Linked DNA regions of Mus musculus: regions 1 and 3 are each linked to region 2. Evidence: chromatin contacts called from public HiChIP or PLAC-seq and promoter capture Hi-C data. All regions are on one chromosome and are shown on one strand. Each heading gives the region's core, a stretch centred on a gene start, on an enhancer-like site or on the middle of the called end of the contact. The rest is flanking DNA. Distances are from core to core; before and after follow the strand shown.

Region 1 (3,254 bases), core at 319-2,818, 300 kb before region 2:
GTATTAACATACCGAAAGTGCTATAGTACTCGACTATAAATATTGATTTGCTAAAGATACAATGGACCCCACCAAGAATACAAATACTGGAAAGATCCATTTACAATTCAGAAGATGAGCTTGACTTGAATGGATGTATTTTCTCGGCATATTTTAGTCAAGACTTTAGGATCATAAATATTTAAAAGAGCAAAAACCTTTACAGAACATCCCCAGAAGACACAAGTCCAGAAACTGCATTACCTCGCTCCACGCCCTGCCTCAGATCAGTGGCAGGCACAGGCTTGACGGCTTCATAGACAGACCCACAGGACTAGAACCAGGTCCACTGGTTCCAGTAGCTAACCCAGGGTCAGATGGGACCAGAGATACATGTTAATAAATACCACACTTAGCTAGAGCTTCTCTTCATATCATATAAACATTTTGTCTTTTAAACAAACACCAAAATTAGAAGCCATGACTTGAATTTCAACATGAAACACTTCAGCTTTAAGGTTAAATAAGAACATGGAGAGACTTAATTATCTTTAAACAAACAAACAAATGCAAATGAATTCTTCCCCAGGGCAAGGGAAAGAAAACCCCTAGCTACTTTTACTGTCATACCTGTCTGCCCAGAGACACCCATATACAGAAACAATTAGAATGCCCAAGAATTACTCTCCAGTAGTTTTAAGGGAGCAAACTAAAAGAGCAGCTGTATAGGTGATGTAAGGTATATTCATAACACATTTGATGCAGATTGTCTGTTACATATCATTGCATACACTTAAAGCAGTACCTGTGTTGGCATCTGGATTAGATATATCATGATAAAAGTGTAGAATATGCAGAATATAAGGATATACTAAATTCTGGTAGGTGAGCACCCTGGGAAAAGAGGGCCACAAAGCAGGTCACGGTTGTCCTTGTAACCGTTTAAGGGGTGGACAGGGTGACTTGGCATACAGATGTTATTCACTGAATTATTGTGCGAAATATTTTGTTTATAAAAGGAATAGAATATTTTATTAGATTCATCAAATATTTTTACCTATCCATAACACAGCTTCCTTTCTTAATAACCAAGCAAAGAGTGTTTCTCCTTTCTCAAGTATTTGCTTATTACAACACTGTAAGTACCAGGGCAGTATTGAGAGACTTGGTTTTAACCGCCAAAAAAAAAAAAAAAGTCTCCAGAGACAGGGAGTACCAGAGGACACTAGCCTTGGTTTGAATTTCAGAAACAAGTCCTCCCCTAAGCTACCTGGAAGCCTAGGCTGAGAAAGCAGCCTTAGAGGAGGGATTGGGTTTCAGACACAAGCTATACTCTGAAAAAGCAGGTGAGAAACAGGATGGATGCCCCTTCCGTGGACCACAGGATGGGACAGCAGACCCGGGCTGCCTGGGGACCGAGGGTGAGACATCCCGCAGCCCTGGGGGCCAGGACTTTCCTAGATCACTCACCTGTGCTCGCTGTGGACCCTCAGCGGCCCTAGAGGCTGGCTCGCCCAGCCCCACTTGACATCAAACCTTGGACCACTCAACCGCAGCCAGGGTCCCTAGTAGGAAGCGGATTGGGTACCAGCAGGGAAGCCCTGCCCTAGGCGGTTGCTATGGACGCTCACGAGCGTAGTAACCGTGCAAGGATAGCGGGTGTTGGGAGACTAGAGCGTCCAGGAGGCACTGGAACTCCCTATCCATTCCAAGGCGCACCAGCTACCTTTGGGATCTTCCCTCTTTTAAGTTTTCAGTAAACACAAATAATATTTCTGTCGACACCGCCACATGTTTTACTTACAAGTCCATCACTGTCACATCCTTCCAAGACCTAATAAAATTTCTTTTACCAGGTGAGGGGGTTGGGGCAGTCATTGGCCTAGCCACACCCAGTGGTAGAGCATCCCTAAAATGCAGACCTAGAGGATTTAATACTCCTTGAGGTGGCATCCTAGCTGTGCCAGCCCTAACAATTCACACTGGTAACTGTTAAGAGGAAAGACACCCCCCCCCCCCCCAGTTAATCACTCTTGGTGTTCCTTGTGTGCCATTCCCAGGATGAGGCAGCTCCCAGGGGATCTTAACATGTGACAATAGGCATGCAGAGGGGAGTGGGTCGTCAGTTTTACCCATTTAGAAACTTGGTTATTGCAGAGGCTGGTGCCAACTGAAGTCATAAGAAGGTGAACAGGGACGGCTAGAGTGGTACCAGCAGGGTGCACATTAAGTGACTTTGGCTTTCTGACAATGAGCACAGAATGCTTGTCTCAAGAAGCCGGGGGTGGGTAACTACAGAGACCACCTGACGGTCCCATGCTTAGTCTGGATGCATGACTGGGTAAGCTACACAGAGGCTGTCATATCCCACGCAGGACTGCGTTGCTAGCCTTCTCTTTTTCCTGTTCTCCCTCCTGACAGCAACTCCTGATCCTGATTCGAGATGCCTTTCCAAGCAACCATCTCCCTCTCAAGTGTAGTAAACTTCTTTTTCTTGATTCTCGGGACTCAGGATGGGCTTCAGTGATGCCCCCAAGCTGCTGCCAACATGATATGTTACCTCTTGGGGCCTGAGAGTTGGAAATTTCTGAACCAAATTTAACGGAGATCTAGTGAAGATGGAGTCATCTTTCATGCTCTGTATTGTACCATCTTCAATATGATGTGGACTGAGCATTGGTCATCCAGTGTTTGATTTAGAAACAGGGGAAATCACAGCACAACCTGGTCTTTGAAGCAATGCATGAACATACAAGTGTTATAAACTTCCTGGTTAAATTGGGTTAAATTGATCAACTCTATTTACGGGGGGTAGGGGGGAAGCAATCAATTTAAAAACAAAACAAAACAAACAAAAACATATGTTAGATACCCTTGTATGATTGCCAAGTGTTTGCCAGAATTAAAAGGTAATTATCATCCTTGCACCTTATCGTGCTTGCCACAAAGTAGTTAAGCAACCAACATTTGTGGTTTGCATGCACACATGTGCTGCTTAGCAGAGGAGGATACTTACCAGAGGTTTGGACATAGAGAGGCAATGGAGCTGACTGAGACAACTTTGCCTAAAGAGAAGGCTGCTTGAGGCCAACTCTATAACTTCCTTCCTCTGTCCTACTGTCACCAGACTTCCTTTCTAGTCACTCTGGGGTTTTCTATCACTCAATCATCAGCCACCATCAGCCTTTATCCAGAAGCCACCAGCCCTGTGCCAACTGTACTTCCTCATCAGAAACCAGGTGCAGCTTTGTCTACCAAGAGCCAGGACTCTGTCC
Region 2 (3,183 bases), core at 36-2,535:
CTCAATCCGGAAATCTCTGTGGGGGTTCTCCTCCCGCCCCCCAAAAGCTCCGCCCCTAGCTGTGTAAACCCTGCTCTTGGTTCAACTTCTTGCTGTCCACTCCTGGGAGCAGTGGCAGCCACCCCTGGATTTGTCCCTCGTCTCCCTGGATTCATCCTTCCACTAGATCTCTTTCCTGAGATTTGCTGTCTGGTGGGACTCTCTTATCAGAAGCAGCCAAGAAGCAATGAAGAGAAGGGAAGAATGAGAAAAGGGGAGCAAGGCTGAGTGAGCCTCGTGAGCAACTCGGCTCAGCTGGGGAGACCCTCTCCTGGGAGCTGCAATGCCTCTGCTGAGGAGACTTCCTCTCAGAGCTGTGTGGTTCCTGGGCCGGGTGTCTCGGGATGCTCTTCCATCGGGATAACCTTCTCCCCTCTGAGCAGTGTGGCTCCTGGGTTCCTGAGTCCCAGGATACACTTCCAGACTGGTCAAAGTGTGAACCTGTCCATCATCAAAGATCCAGTCTCTTGTAGAAAGAAGATGGACCGGTATGATGTCAGAACTGTGTGAAATCTCTTTCCCGGACCTAAGTTTCCCCACTGGCTGGCACCAGACCCCTTTAGCATATTTTCATCCCTGTCAGGAAAGTTAAAGAACCAAAAATGATAGTGTAGATAGATATCGCCAGTTTTCCAATCAAGAAATTCAAAGCCAAGCAAAGTGTGGACATTCACCAACTCTCCTGGCTTCTGAGACTTTATAGGTGGCCTCTCTGCTCTCTGGGTGCCTTTCTTTAGCAACACAGAGGTGACCTTAGAAAAGATCTTGCCAAAGGTTCCTAGTGCTAGAGAGTGACACGGCCGTGGCCTCTAGACACAAACATTCCAATGTGATTGTATTTCTTAGATTGCGCGGAAGGTTGATAATCAGTAAACTGTTCTTAATCGCGAGGAAGGTTAAATGAAGAGTCTCTGAATGAAGGTTAACGTTGGCCGCCTTGCGGCGCGGTTCCGTGCTCACCGAGCGCCCTCTGCCGGGCACACAGCGGCCGCCAGGTACTTCTGCCCGGGTGCAGACGGGGGTGCGCTTTCCCTTCGTGAGTGCACGGCCTGGCCGATCCGGACCTAGCCTATCGGACCCTCCCATCCCTGAGGAGAGCGGCCTGGGCCACAGAGGCGGGATGCTGTAGGTCTCCCCTGCGCCCTCTGGTGGAGCGGAGCTTCAGAGCTGCAGCGTCACCAAGACCTCAGCCCTACCCGGGCCGGAGCAGCGGACCGCGTCAGAGAGGAGGGTGGACAATCCAAGGCCAGCCTCACCGGAGATGGCTTAGCCTGAGAGCTGAGCTGCATTCCTTCACCGGGCAGCTTGCACTGGCTGGCTGATTTTAAGCCATTTCAAATGATCCCTTTTTAAGCCATTTGTCATTCCCTGGCACGATCGTGGAATAGAATAATGTGCATTGGTTGGGACATGCTGGACTGGTCCAGGGTGCTGTAAGCGCTGCCAGAGCGTGCACCCTTCCTTCTTTACTTTTAAATGCACTGATACGGGAACCACAAGTGAGGTTTCTCCTTAAGTCTGTTGATAATTGTGCAGTAGATGGAAGAAACTCTTGTAGTTTCTAAAAGAATTTACCTAATACTCATAGAGTAGATGTTAAGTCAAACTCAGGTAGACGAAGAAAGGGTGCAGAGCTACAACATTCCAGTTCTCCAGAATCACTAAAGTTTATTATTAATCGATCCGCCTTGTTTGTACAATCTTTAACACAGGTGTGTCTTTTTTTTTTTTTTTTTTTCTTTTTTCTTTCTGGAAACTTCAGGTCACAAACAGGCTAAACACTGTGTCTAGCTGTGTGGCTTGTGTCTTGGTTAAAGGGATAAGATGCTGCAAGGGTGGTTAGCACTGGCCACTTTTGTTCTTTGAGACAGCTTTAGAGAACTTTTTAAATTTTGTGTATTGGAATAATAATGCCCATCAGATTAGTGTAAAGATTAAATGAGAATGTGTTTTTAAAGTTGCTTGTGCAATGTCAGACCAACCAGCTGTGACTACATTTAATAATCTTATGAACCCTAGATCTCCGGGGGCGGGGGGGAGAGACAAGTTGGATCTCACTGATGTTGCAGGGGTCTTCCCTGTGTTTCATGGGGCTCATCCCTGTGTTCCCTCATGGGAGCCCTGTCTCAGGGTTCCTGCGTGGTGAGTCTGAAGTTTCTAAGGCAGGACTGGTTTGCACGGTTTACCACTCTTCCCTACATTCCTCTCGGCAGGACAGCCACCCTTTCAGAAAGCAGAAGCAGAGATGGCTGCTGGGATGTTTGCAATTGGACCCCTGGTAAGTCGGGGTCTACTGGTTCCTGCCTGCTGCGTTGTCTGGGGGGCATCTACTGTTCTGGAATCTCGAAGCTTCTCTGCCTCACCCACACTCCTTCAACTGAGACCAGAGCCACATTTTTTGACCTATAAAAAATGGGGCCACCCCAATAAAAGTTATTATGTGTAAAAGAAAGTGCTCTCTGTTGGGGGGACAAAGGCCCGTGTAACCACTGAGCACTAGGGAGCCAGGAATGCTAAACACACCCGAGCACCTCCTCAATGCAGGAAATAAAAACCTGGTTTTCACCCCCAGAAGACTTGGAGTGGATATTGTTGACATCTGGTGACCTTTTTGCTATCTATGGTGACCTGATTTTTCCATGTTCTAATAATCAAAATGTATGGTGTTTTCAGCACTAGGGTCTCGCTGTCAAGTTCTTGGAAGCAACCAAGAGCAGTGGCAATAGCTGGCATTGTTCCTTTTGAACTCGGTTGGGTGGTTTAACTCGGCTGTTCTGGCTCAAACTCCTCTCCGAGCTGACTGATTCACACTGGCTTCTCTGGGCTTCTCCTGAATTGCTGTTTAGCCTCAAACTAACTGTGTCGATCTCTTCTGGTCCTCTGGTGAGAGAACAAATATTCTGGGTTCAGACTCCATCTTAGAGAACTTGACCTAAGGTTCAACTCAAGCTAATTAACAAACAGGCATCTAGCACTAGTTTCTAGGTTATCCACCAACAAGACCTAAGTTTAGCACCAGTTTCCAGGTTGTTCCCTAACAAATCTACACCCCCCAGGTTACAAGCCTGCCCCTGACACTTCACTTCCTAACAACCACCAATCAGGAGGAAAACAGAAGTTAAGTTTCTGATTTGACTTTCAGCA
Region 3 (3,313 bases), core at 199-2,698, 360 kb before region 2:
GGCATTAATGATGGGAAGGCAGTAGAACTCATCTTTCTCTTGCCTTATTCTGCTTCCTACTCAGAAGTCCACACTTTACACTGTGCCCAGTCAAGCAGTTTATATCATATTTCAGCAAAATCAACATCTCTGCATGTCACGGGCCTATGAGCTTCTCACTGATTGATGAGGCCGGGAATAACAAATGAGAGGCCTAGTTTTTCCGTTATGATCATCCTTCTATGTTATAAGCTTACGAATGACTGAGGCCTCTCTTATTGCTTTGGGGGTATGCTAAGTTATGGTGTGTGAAATAAAATAGGTGTTTGTTGAGTGAATGAATGAATGAATGAATGCACAGTTAGAAAAGTGACCCTCCAAGCCACCATGTATCCTGCAGTGTGCCTGTGTGGAGAAAGGCCGTACGGCAGCCATCCAGCATCATTTCCAATCATGATAGCTAGCTAGTGTCCATTCTTGCACTTAGATTCCTAGACCATGGTATAAGAAAGGGAAGAAGATTGGAGGAAGGAAGGAAAAGAACAAAAAAAGAAAAGAATGCAGCCAGTACTGTGGGGTATTTCAACTATGTTTCATTGGTAGGTCAAGAGGTCACTGGGGTATTTCAACTATGCCTCACTGATAGATAAAGAGATAATTGGGGTATTTCAACTATGCCCCATTGATAGGTCAAGAGTTCATTAGCTTCATCACTGTTATCCCCAGCGTCACCTCCAGTGTTTCCTGGATGTGGCTGCTATGGAGGCTATAGGCTTGGAGAACTTTCCAATAATACCCAAACAAAAGTCCTCCTTTGCCTCTCTATTTAAAAACTTAGGGTTCTGCCACTGAAGACTTACCTTCATTATATTATCACCAGTTCGGACAACAAGAAAATGAAGTTTGGAGTGTAGAGAACTCCCCTCCCCAAGTCTAGCAACAACGCCACAGGGCCTTAGCTTTCATCCCATAAGGCTAAAACACTATGGTGTTTGGTTTCTAGAACAGTAGATTTAGCATTTGACCAGCAACTGCCTGGATCACAGCCAGGACTTCAGATGAACTATTTGAAGGGCTCTGATGAAGCGCTGTGTGGCTGGCTATTTAGTCATGTTCAAAATATCTGAGGGCCTGAACTATGTTTATCCAGACCTGGCCATTCCTGCTCCCAAAGCGACTTTCCTGGAGCACCCTGCAGGCCTAGTCTCTGCCAGAGAATGTTCCTCTCAAGTCAGAAAAAGAGCCTGGTTGGACTCTGTATGCGCAGCTGATGGGAAGGAGGCCCTGCAGCTCACAGCTTGCAGTCAGGGCCATGGGAATGTGGGAATACACAGCTTTCTCTCCAATGCTTATAAACACTCCATTCATCACACAGCTCTCCCAAAACATGCATGCAATACTGTGACCACATGAATTCCATGGATGTCCAGCCTGCCTTCTGGACAAGCCTGGGTTGCGACATCTGGCTTCTACTGCTGCTTGCTTAGCCACAAATTCCAGCCACAGGCTGCTTGTGGTTCTGTGTCCCAGCCCTGGTCTCAGCACACACAGGAGCACAAGGATCTATGACAAATGGCAGTGGTTGCAGTACAGGTTTCCCCCCTGGAGGCAAGGGATGGCTGGGGAATTCAAAGCCATGTGACTCCTCGGGCAGACCGTTTCATGTCTAGTTATTGTCTTAAGAAGTCCCACTTACAAGCTCGGTGCTACACCTTTCGGCTTATATTCTTCTTAGAAGCTCAATGTTACACCTTTTGGCTTGTGTTCCTCTTTGCTTCCTCACAGCTTTCACAAAAGCCTGCTCTAAGCATCTCACAGCCCTGTTGTAAGATATCAAAGTAATGATCATTTTCCATAGACCTGTGTCAGTCTTCTGGGGCCAACAGACTGGGTGGGGTGGCTCAAATAACAGGAATTTACTTTCTTATAATCTATATTGTAAGAGTATAATCTATATTCCAGACCCAAGGTGTCACTGGGTTGCTTTCTTCTGGGACACCTTCTCAGGACTTTTCTCCTTGTTTAAGTCATTCATTTCAGTTGGCCAAAAGCCCTTCACGGCCTCCTGTCAGATTTGTCATCTTTACTTTAAATACCCTATCTCCAAACTCAGTCACATTCGGTGGGACTGGCAGCCAGACCTTCATCATACGAACTCTGAGGCTGATGCACCTCAGCCTCTACCCCCTTCACAGGAAAAGGTAGTACAGCCTTGGCAATTAAAGTGCAACCAAATTCCCGCTCCCCCCGCCCTCAGTCCCAATGTGATTCACTCTCCGTTCAAAGAAGCCTGGAGCCTCTGGTTTTCAAGGGGGCTTTTATTAGACTGGCTTAGAGGATTGGAGGCTGGGTAATCAGCTGACTGCCTGCATAGTGGAGATGCAGAGAATTGGTAGCTGCTCAGGTCAAGAGCTCCATCTCTGAATGGGGAGGAGCCATGCTGCGGCCACTCTGTGAGGCTGAAGGCCTGGAAACTCCCTAGACATTTACTAGTGGGAAACTGATGACGAATCTGGAGTCTAATGAAAAAGCTGGAGTCTGATGAAGAAGCTGGAGTCTGGATGTCCACATGTGATGGCAGCAGCAATAGGTACCCTGGAATAATGGCGACCACACGGACTGCCTGGTGTCTTCCACTTCCCATTTTGTTCCACCTTCTGGTTTCCTGTTGCTCGTAAGGATTCTGTTTCCCTGTGGCCTATCTCAGAGTCAAATGTCCTTTTGCCAAACCTCATCCCATGCCTCTCATTCTGTTGCCTGCTGCCCAGCCCTTCTTCCCAGAGACCCACCACAAGCAGAGCATCTTCCCGGAGCCATGCATGCTTCCAGCAGTGTCTCCTCAAGACAAATTCAGAAAGTTTAGAATAACCTGCCCATATGGTCCCCATATCCTGCTACTCATGTCCTCTCTCCCTCCCTTCCCCTAACCCTGCATTCTGGGCATCTAAGAAACCCACCAGATACTCCAAAGGTCTTTCTCTACAGGACCACTCTTGGGATGAGGAATCTAGTCCTCCCAAATTTTCCTTCCCTTGGCAGTCCCTCATTAGTTACCAAGGTTCCATCCTCCTCTTCTGTGTAGGATGGGCTGTGGGATGAAATGTGTTGCCCACAGTTTATAAGTATGGCCTTAACCTTTAGTCCCCCATATTTTCCCGTAACTCTATCTCCCTTTCCTAGTTTCTCAGTATCATTTGAGGGTCACCTCCCATTTAAGCTTCGTCTGACTCAAAGGCACAAGTGTATGCTCCTCAGCATGGTTTGCTGCTGGGTGTAATCATTTGTTCTCCCATCCATGCCATTTCTTGAATGGAACATCTCTTTTCTTGAGTGG

Evidence for each region. Promoter capture Hi-C pulls out the DNA fragments that hold promoters and counts their contacts. HiChIP or PLAC-seq counts read pairs in DNA pulled down with a chosen protein or histone mark.
Region 1: a contact with region 2 is called in an H3K4me3 HiChIP or PLAC-seq map of embryonic stem cells, with 29 read pairs. The contact joins the promoter of Tekt3 here to the promoter of Zfp286os in region 2. A contact is called at or near these places in 9 of 39 promoter capture datasets (the C10 cell line, the HPC-7 cell line, HPC-7-derived erythroid cells and 5 more), 1 of 484 Hi-C or Micro-C datasets (pre-pro-B cells), 3 of 115 datasets of contacts at active chromatin or transcription factors (bone marrow-derived macrophages, embryonic stem cells and stem cell-derived neural progenitor cells) and 2 of 9 other capture datasets (adipose tissue and liver).
Region 3: a promoter capture Hi-C map of the C10 cell line shows a contact between it and region 2. The contact joins the enhancer-like site here to the promoter of Zfp286os in region 2. A contact is called at or near these places in 23 of 39 promoter capture datasets (the 3T3-L1 cell line, 3T3-L1-derived adipocytes, the C10 cell line and 13 more), 2 of 15 datasets of contacts at CTCF or cohesin (the NIH/3T3 cell line and large pre-B cells), 15 of 484 Hi-C or Micro-C datasets (B cells, CD4 T cells, LSK cells and 9 more), 6 of 115 datasets of contacts at active chromatin or transcription factors (craniofacial prominence, embryonic basal ganglia, embryonic stem cells and 1 more) and 5 of 9 other capture datasets (adipose tissue, embryonic stem cells, liver and 2 more).

What each region holds. Positions count from the first base shown.
Region 1 is chr11:63,059,973-63,063,226 of GRCm38.p6, reverse strand. It overlaps Tekt3 (tektin 3), which reads right to left and starts at 1,568. Exons shown (of 8, transcript NM_027660.1): 1 at 1,450-1,568.
Region 2 is chr11:62,754,922-62,758,104 of GRCm38.p6, reverse strand. It overlaps Zfp286os (a long non-coding RNA gene), which reads right to left and starts at 1,285. Exons shown (of 3, transcript XR_879919.3): 1 at 1,000-1,285. It also overlaps a transcript of Zfp286 not described here.
Region 3 is chr11:63,113,301-63,116,613 of GRCm38.p6, reverse strand. All of the region lies in intron 2 of Gm36926 (a long non-coding RNA gene), which reads left to right. Among named protein-coding and RNA genes, the nearest start is that of Gm36926, 4.3 kb to the left of the region's middle. Within about 2 kb of position 1,448, at least 67 of the 459 cell types and tissues checked have an H3K27ac peak or open chromatin away from gene starts, as enhancers often do. A contact at or near this core is called in the NIH/3T3 cell line, adipose tissue, trophoblast stem cells and 1 more, where this site is marked.